2 separate regions of the Larimichthys crocea genome follow, and region 1 is linked to region 2. The links are chromatin contacts, called in public Hi-C maps. All regions are on one chromosome and are shown on one strand. The core of a region is the stretch at or near the end of the contact, and the rest is flanking DNA. Distances in the headings are between cores, read along the strand shown. Region 1 holds the start of LOC113747580 (endonuclease domain-containing 1 protein-like). Region 2 holds the start of LOC104935135 (V-set domain-containing T-cell activation inhibitor 1).

The links. Hi-C and Micro-C count contacts between places; a contact is called where the count stands out from the background.
Region 1: a Hi-C map of muscle shows a contact between it and region 2, with 19 times the contacts expected there. The contact joins the promoter of LOC113747580 here to the promoter of LOC104935135 in region 2. A contact is called at or near these places in 2 of 7 Hi-C or Micro-C datasets (both in muscle).

What each region holds. Positions count from the first base shown.
Region 1 is chrXIV:6,999,918-7,004,513 of L_crocea_2.0, reverse strand. LOC113747580 (endonuclease domain-containing 1 protein-like) reads right to left here and starts at 2,582. Exons shown (of 3, transcript XM_027287626.1): 1 at 2,515-2,582. It overlaps tec (tec protein tyrosine kinase), which reads right to left. Exons shown (of 18, transcript XM_019257789.2): 16 at 4,577-4,596; 17 at 4,327-4,484; 18 at 3,574-4,234. The coding sequence ends at 4,151. The region is part of intron 6 of LOC104935135 (V-set domain-containing T-cell activation inhibitor 1); the gene reads right to left.
Region 2 is chrXIV:6,537,482-6,542,150 of L_crocea_2.0, reverse strand. LOC104935135 (V-set domain-containing T-cell activation inhibitor 1) reads right to left here and starts at 1,988. Exons shown (of 11, transcript XM_027287597.1): 1 at 1,701-1,988; 2 at 1,462-1,572. The region is part of intron 1 of LOC104935020 (butyrophilin-like protein 2); the gene reads left to right.

The DNA.
Region 1 (4,596 bases), core at 1,333-3,832, 460 kb before region 2:
ACGAAGGTGTGAAAGGAGCTCAAAAAGAAAATGTAGCTGGTATAAAATACACGTGTAAGGATGTATGGGGTATTCAACTTGTATGGGGAGACATCTATCACTGGTTGGTTTATATAGTGCTATTGTTTGTTTATGAATGGAAACGATCTGTGTCGGCCTATACTTTAGCGGAAGCCCACTAAAAATTAAAATAAAATTGTCTCACCAGCAGTATCGGTTAAAATTCCATGAGCACAACTGAAAGGGTTCTTGCGTGAGAGTTGCACCTGTGAGCGGTCAGTCAACTTTACACTATTATAAAGAATGAAAAGAGAGTCACAGTGAATTGTGGCCAACCGAGTAGCGGGCTGTGCCCTAAACACTCCAGATAGCCCTGGGCTTATGCCAGCTGCCAGGGCCTGGGTACATGGTCAGAGTCTTAATATGAGACTAGCAACATCTTTTAGCATCAGCTGGCACATCCAAATACAACCTTTTTTCAGGATAGACTAGATTTTAGTGGCACCTACAGTGCTAGAGTGGCAGAAAATGTACTAAAAACTTGTTTGAGTAGAACAGCAACCTGCATGCAGCATTATATGAACTCTGTCCTTCTGACTGTCAGTCCATACAGCACACAGTGATGTGTGTTCATGGAACTGATACCAATGTTGATAACTGAGTTCAAATCAGAAGATCATCTGATCGGCTGTTTGTTGTTGTGTGAACATTTTTAATAAGGATCATTTAAACTTGTGGATAAAAGATAAAACCAGCATTTTACAGTTAAAGATAAACTTGGAGTGGACAAACTGTGTCTGCCACTCTACTAACGTATGAGACAGAGACAGAGACAGACAAACTCACCTGTGGCTCTATCTTCCAGGGGACACTGGGTCTTCCTCCCGCTGACCCTTTGTACTCGTAAGCAGAAAACACTGGAATCTTGTTCTTGGTGTCGTAGACTGTCAGAAACCTTGGCTCATTTGCATAAGTCTGGCAGATGATTTTGTATCTGTTGTTGTCCTGGATGTTCCCCCCCACCAAGACGCCTGGGATTTCTGGTGGAGTTCCCTGATAGAGAAACTGTTTACAGTCCTTCACTTCATCCACCACTTTAGCCAGTGTGGGAACGATGGCGAGGAAGAGGAAGGCAGCGAGGAAGCAGATATTCTTTGTCTTCAGAGACGTCATCGTCAAACACTGTATCATTAGAGAGAAGAAGAACAACCAAACATTACAGCTAAGTTAGGCTGCAGCTCCACATGTAGTTTGTTTCCTTCAGTTTGAACCACAGCAGAAAAGTTGTTGAATAAATGATCCATTATCTTTGGTAACATGGAAAGATGAAAAGAAGTATAGAAACCAGTCAAACAGGGTTATATTGGACTGAGTCGGACATTTCTGACAATCTCTTCTTTGGTTTGTTTTGTAGAAGAAATATTTCAGCTGGATTTCTCCTTTTATGAAGAATAAATCAAAAAACGAAACGTGTCTAGAAATGACACAGATCATGTCATCATGGTCAAACACTGAGTATCATTATACGATGACAGAACAAAAGCCAAGCATTACAGCTAAAGGACAAACATGTCAGATCTTTAATGTATTCACTCATAAACTGACCATGCTGTCATCAGAGATGAAGGAAACATGTTCAACTGTAATACTAGCTTCTTGATAACAATACTACAGTCAGTGTGTTCTCCTTTTGAAATTTGCCTTTTTGTCCAGATATGAAATGAATTTGGTACAAACACAGCGTGCTACATCAGCTTGTATCATCCAAATACAATGTTTGTTCAGAAGAAACCTGAGTCAGCTTTGTTACAGTCTGTTTCTGTGCTGTCCATCAGTGTGATGTGATGCTGTATTCGTTACAAGAAGGACGAATAAATAATCCAACGTGTCAGAAATGAAGCTGTCAAGAAACAGACGATGTCTGTAGCTCTTCTTTAGCTTCACATCAGATCATTTAATCCATAATCTGAATTTTCTTATTCTATGAAATGAAACTTCTAAAATGTAAAATCTGCCTCTGCCAATAAGAACTCACTGAAGTTTCAATATCAAATGGAAAAAAGACAGAGTGCATAAAATGACTATAAACTTTTTGAAATTTGCCTTCTAGTCCAGAAAGTTTGTGTTTTGTCAGCGTGATCCTGCACACTGCACATGTTGGCAGATATGAAATTAATCTGATGCAAACTCAGCGTGCTTCAGCTACGAAAGCAACCAAACCACGTGGATCTATGGAGATAACATTTAATTCTGCCCGACATCAAAAGCTCCATGAGCAGAAACGTGGTGAAACACGGTAAATATTGGAGATGATTTCAAAGATAAATACAGCTTAGAGCTCAGGAGGACCCAGAGCACCTGTTCAATATTTCATTTAAAATCATTAACAATGGATCCAAACTCAGAAAATAAAGCCACAACTTTGTATTTAGAGCGTTTAAGTCATCAATAACACAATAATATACATTGTAACATTGAATACAAATTAAAGTATAAACTGAAGACAGGACTTACGAGCTGTGACAGGTCGTCCAAAAGTCAACGGTGTCTTCGTGTTTCTGGAGCAGTGGAGGGCAGAAGGACTTCCTCGACTGTGAAACAAGCTTGTGAAGGACGTCTTACTTATACTGAACATCCAGCAGGTTGTGACGGTGGAGGATGTGCCAACTTCAAGTAATAGATTACTCTTAATGAACCAGTTTCACACAGTCTGCATTGCAGGACACTTTGCATAGCACTAACTGTCAAATGAAAAGAGTGTGGTTAACAGACAAGGAATGACACAGTCCTGAGCAGAAGTCTGTATGAAGATAAAGAACAACAGGAGCCGAAGTTTTAGGGCCATTCAAATTTGCACTTGATGATATCTTGAGCCTCACTCTCTGAGCACAAGTTAAAACAAGTCAGCTAGAAACACTAGCACCATGTAACTAATGTTTCCTTGTATTTACACGTTAGAAAAGATGAAGTTCATGGAGAGGTATCAATATTTGTCTCACTTATAGTTTGTTTCTTTCAAAGTTATGTTTGACCTTAAAGGTCATATGATGTCAGAACAACCTGTGATGTCCAAAGTGTTTGAAATGAAAAGGTTGTTGAATCCGTTGATCGTTTTATGTACATATACAGTTTTAGAAAGAACCATTCTACTTCTACGTCTGTCTCTTATCTTGTTGGTGATATCTGCAAAGCATGAGCTGCAAAGGAAAGATCCTTCCTTCACTGGTTTTTCCTTGTTGTTATCATTTTCTTCATTGTAGATGAACACCGAAGACATCAACACTATGAAATAACACTGATGAAGCAGCTGATAGTGATTTGGAGGAGGATGTGTCAGTAAGGACAGTGTCTAATGGTTGCAATGGTTATATTATAATAGTTTCAGAATGTGATCTACATGTGTGGTTCCCACCCTGAAGGATGGAGGAGGACTTGCGATGGTGTGGAAGCATTCGACATGACGACCACGTACCATGTATTTCATGTTATTTTAGTGTTTTGATGACTTTGGTGTTAATCTACAACATAGAAAATAATAAAATCTGTGAATAAGTGTGAAAGAAAACTATATATATATATAAATCAAGTTTAATAACAGCGAAATCATTTACTTTCTCTCTACAGTATTTTTTACATTTATGTGCACCATGTGATGAACATTACATGAAAACAGATTTGCAGTGCGGCTCAATTTGTCAAGTAATGCGATAAAACACTGGAATTAATATCAGCTTCGTATTACGTGTGGTGGCTTGATATACTTTTAGGTGACACTGTTCTCTTTAACACTGACAGGAAACACCAAAGGAGACCTCCAGACAGGTAGGGTGGGAAATTACTGAGCGACTGGGTCCATCACCAGAGCCTGTGGCAAGTTTTCTGTACTGGTGTCAGAAAACAACAAAACAAGAGATCCAACACGAGCAGCCATTTGTGTTCTTCAGTTTTTACAGCTGTACTGGTTGAGTGACTCGGATGTGTCGGTGGATGATTGGACTAAAGTTCCAAACACCATTGCACCTATTCTCCGCGCTGTGCTTTCTCTTAATACGACGATAGCTGCCAGAACACTGTGGAGAACGGCTGGTCGCCATGGAGCTAGGTGTTAGTTAGGGGCCATCATGGTGGAAGCAGCTGATTGGTCGATTGATCAGTTTGGGGGCGGGGCGTCAGCCTCCAGGGCGTCGGTGATCATCACGCAGAGCTGAGAGAACGCCGGTCGCTCCTCTGGTCGCTGGAACAGAGAACACAGAAATTCAAGCTGTCCCTGAATGTGACGCACATCTACGTTCAGCTTGAGGAAAAAAGGTGAAACCTCGACCTCACCTCGTGCCAACACAGCTGCATGATGTCATAGATGGTGGGCGTGGCCATTTTGGGCCTGTAGAGGCGGTGACCTTTGGTTACCAAGGTGACAACCTCGTGGTTCTGATTCTGTTCAAACGGCATACGACCCTCGGTGAAAACCTCCCACATCAGTACACCTGGAGACACACAAAAGGTCGAGGTTCAATACGAGTGTAGTTAATAAATGGCGAAGGCTCGGATGATTCGTCGATGTTCAAGGAGGCCGCACCGTAGGACCAGACGTCTGAC
Region 2 (4,669 bases), core at 739-3,238:
TTAGATCCAGGACTTCTGGATTCAGTCTCACTTGAGCATGTATCAGACGTCTTCACTGCAGTGCAAATAAAAACCACAAGACTGCTGCACAGCTCTTCTGCTTCCCGTTTTTTTTAGCCGTCAGTGTTCTGGTGACATTTTGTTTGGGGTTCATCTATTTTTTATAATCAGCTTCATAGATGATAATCTGGAAGAAAGCCTGACTTTCTAACTAATCCATACTGGATCACCAACAAAGTTTAGATTAGTTTTAAACTCATTGTTTGCATATAAATAGTCTGGACTGAAGATATTTAACGACGCATTATGAGCCATGAACATTACAATTATAAAATAAAATGGCTGATTCTCTTTCTAGGAAGGTCCCTTCCGCTCTTTCAGACTTCAGTTCATCTATTCAGACGTCAGCTGCTGCATACGACACATCCACACATTCACCATACAGCAACAAGTTAGTTTGAAACAAAGTTACAAAATGTTTTTCTTACCGTTTCTTTTCTTCTGACAAAGACAAAGTCAAATGTTGAACCACAAGTTCAGGTCTTTACTTTCGACTTTGACTCACTGTGTTCCTCATTTTTGTTAGTGGTTAATTCATTCCTACTTCCCATGGACTGAACTTTGAGCACATGTTTTGTTTTTCCTGCAGTTTTTTTGGCAGGTTACATTTCAGAACAGAGTCACCAATCAGATCACTGATAACTATATATGATATCTTATTTTGTTTTGGAATGTGCAGCTCAGTCTCAGAATAATTTGTTTCTTTTTTGCATCTCCTGAATGTTTCATCTCATCTCTTCATGGTTCTGATTATGGAACTATTTATTTATAATTCCTCCTCTCATGGTTCAGAGAGGAGGAATTATAACATACGTCACTGATTTGTATCAAACTGCTCGTGGCAGCAAGTCTGACTTACCAACAGTGAGTTGGATGGACGCTTCCTTCTGCATTGATGGAAGATGACATTCATATCTTCCTGTATCAGAAAGTTTCACTCTGAAGATTTTCATGGAGACGTTTCCGTTCTCCAGTTGATCCACAAACAGAGCGGTGCGGTAACGATAAGATGGATTTTGATTCTTAAAATTCAGTCGTCCATCTTGGTGAACATGGATGTACTTTGGGTCTAAACCAGGTCTGGTCCATATCACGGTCTTTGAACTGACATTGATGGGAGGTTCAAGGTAACATGGTAGAATGACACCATCACCAGCCAGGGCCACGATTGGTTGATGTGAACAAATTAACTCAAGAAACAGAAACAAACATGAACAACAGTGAAAAGTAGAGAAGGTGAGAGCGGCCGTGCTTTCTCCAGATAACGACATCATTTCTTTATTTATCAAGTCTTTTGTCTCCTGTGAAGTTTCAGTCGAAGAGTTTTGAGTGAAATGTCTCAACAACTGTTGGTAAATTTGCACATCGATGTGTTACTGGAGTGTTTTGTGTTGAAATTACCTCCAACAGACTGAAGAACCATGAAGATGAAAACACTGCAGGTCCTGAAGGACAGTCCATCACTGGGCTGGATCTTTGGCTGCTGACCCACCAGACCGTGGTAAACATCGACTAGAACAGAGTATTTTTATGTGAAAAAGTTAGTAAACATCGACTAGAACAGAGTATTTTTATGTGAAAAAGTTACGTTCAGTACAAAGAAACTCTACAACACAACCGGAGAGACGATGCCACCTTACTTTATAAAAACTTTCTGTGCAGAGGAGAGGTAACTGTGGGTCATCCACTCAGATCACAGCTGGTAAAATGGACGTGTGCAGTCATTGACCAGCAGATGGCAGCACCATAAAGAGTAAAACGTAAGTGTCATTATTCCTCATGCACACACGACACACTGCTACAATAATAATGAAAAATATATTTCGTTAAAATTTTTCTAAATATAAAAACTGACTAAAACTCTAAACTATTTAAATAGTTTACAGTGTTTTGTTCAGTTTTTTTCTTGATGTTATATTTGTCTCTTTCTTTCTCAGAGATATCAGGATGTGCTCACTTCGTAACGTGAAAGAAAACATCTGTTCATCAAGAATAGAACCATGATAATAAAATATCAAAGAAAAAACAAACTAAGAAACGTTGAAATATCGAAAAGTGAACTGAATTCATAAATCCATACGTACTTTTATTATATTTTATTGTTTGTTTTTGTTGTTTATTTTATGTTTTTGCACAGAATGACGCCTGGTTGCTCAAACAAGCCACCTGTCAATCAAAGCGTCCCTTTAAGCCTTAATATAACCTGAACAGGTGAGTTGTATATAAATTCACCCTCAGTACAGTTGTCATGAACGGGGAAATTAGCTACAGAGACCAAAACTGTTTTTTGTACCAGGCTGTAAACATGTTTATTTCTGCTGTGAAGTTGGACATTTGGACATGGGGACTTATGGAGACTGACTCACTTCTGGAGCCAGCCTCAGGTGGACGACTAAACTAAACGGAGGGTTTGTTCTTCCTCTTTTCTGTTTCTCTGTGTGGACGCTGCAGCTATTGTTTTGCTTCCTAAGCCGTTTGAGGCTACAGGCTTTCTTGACTAATCTACTTCCTGATTAGTATTGGCTGAGCTATAGAGACGAGAGAGGATCGGAGGCGAGGTGGTCCATGTGTTTGCATCCAGGCCTGTTGTCCCGGCCTCTCTAAGCTGTTTAGAGCTACTGCTGCCTGCTGCTTCCTGGAAAGACACGCTGATCTTTTGTCTGAGCACGTTTCCCGCGCGACATCGCACGGCACGGGAGGTTCCCTGGTGGTAAAAAGAGCCCATCCAATTACTACAAAAACAGATGACGTGCTCCCTGCACCCGAAGGCCGGGGTGTCCTGCCAAAGCGTCTCCAAGGAAGGTGCAGAATCCCTGCTCTCAAACACCAACAGAGATTTAAACAGTATGAATTCACAGAATAAAGATACAGTTTGACTTTTCTCTAATAAAATATCAGTTAAACTCCAGTTGACGGGAGAAGTACATAATGGAAGCATATTGCTGCCATGCAACATGACGCGTTATCGCTTATTGCTACGAGGTGGAAAGTGTCACGTTACAAGACGCCCGGGGGGGCGACACTAACGTTTAAAAAAACGAAAAACAATAAAAGTTACGTACAAATGTTCTCTAACAATTTTGTTTTCATTGTCACAATTATCTTTAAATGACAATGTCACCAAATCTAAAAAGCAGTTCTTCTTTCTTTCACATCTGGAGCCAACAAAGAATAAATTGCATGAACGCGTTAAACTTGCATGAAGTTGATACAAATCTGAACCTCGTGTTTATTTTAAACATGACTTATTATGAGTGATGCAAAGTCTGTTAACATTTAAGTTTAGTCTCTCGTCTTTAACAAAGTCACATCTACAGATGTAACAGCAGCAGTTTTGTCCTTCAAAAGCTTCGTTATGCCGACCAAAAAAGTCTTCCAGCCGTACAGTATCTGACAATTCTAGCAGGTCATAAATAATATATTATATAAATGACGTCTCATGAAATCTGATCGCGGGCCGTGATTGGCCCCTGGGCCGGACTTTGGACATCCCTGACATTTTAAAAATCTGAAACATTTCTCTAAGGTCACTTTATAACCATAAAACATTCATTCAATCATTTATTGTAAAACAACATGCTAATTAAAGTTAAACGTACTTCTGTAGCTCATTATTTAACCCAGCTACAGTGTTTATCTCGTTAGCGTGCAACAATAACGAGCCTATGACTAATGCTAGCTAACGTAACACTGATTAAATTTTTTATTTCGGGTAGAACGACGTCGTTCTAATTTTACTGTCCAATACGGTGCGCGACTGAATGTTTCATGGCTTCATCTGCTTACGTAAGTCGTTATTTTTCCCGAAACATATCCGATCACGTGACGTCTATAACGTCTGCTCTGAGAGGATTTCTTGGAAAGACGGCTCGCTTCGCTACCTAAATAGGTAACTTTCTAAGGATGCGAGAGGCGGATTGAACGCGTCACGCCTGTCAATGAACTCTCTTTTTGAAGACAGATGCTGCGGGTTGGGCGCCAACAAGGTAAGGCATCCCCTGCTGGGTGACATCAACCCGAGGTGCAGGTCAGGTGAAACTCTTACGCATCGTCCCTCATTAGGGAAACCATCTGTGGATGTGTGTGTGTGTTAGGGATTCCAGAGATTTCCAATACACTCACTGACGAACATGCTAATAGCTGCACTAATAGTTGAAAAGCCGCGTACATCAAATCCGCGCAGTGGACTCTAAGCTTTGGCCACACATACACACTAATGCTGCTTGTTTTGAAACTCTAGCAGCAGTCTACATCCCCAGTGGGCCGACCGGTTTGTCCATCAGTAATGAAACCCAAGCGGGTCACATGCTAGTGTTGAAATGCCCCCGCTTGGTGCACTGGCCTGGCCCCCTCATCGTCCACACTGGTATACATCATCACATCTCCGGACCTCCAGGCTATCACTGTGGAAGTCTGTCTAATTATAGAGCTGTATAACGAAGACTCAGGTCAGGTCTCTAATTATTTTATTTTATTTCTGTGACCTCCGTCACTTTGACTTCCCAATGGCGAAATCTTTTCATTCACAAATATCTCAGGTTCCAACATAACATCTCTTATCTCAGAGCTGTGGCTTTCAGGTTTACTGAACAATGAAAATGTAAATTCA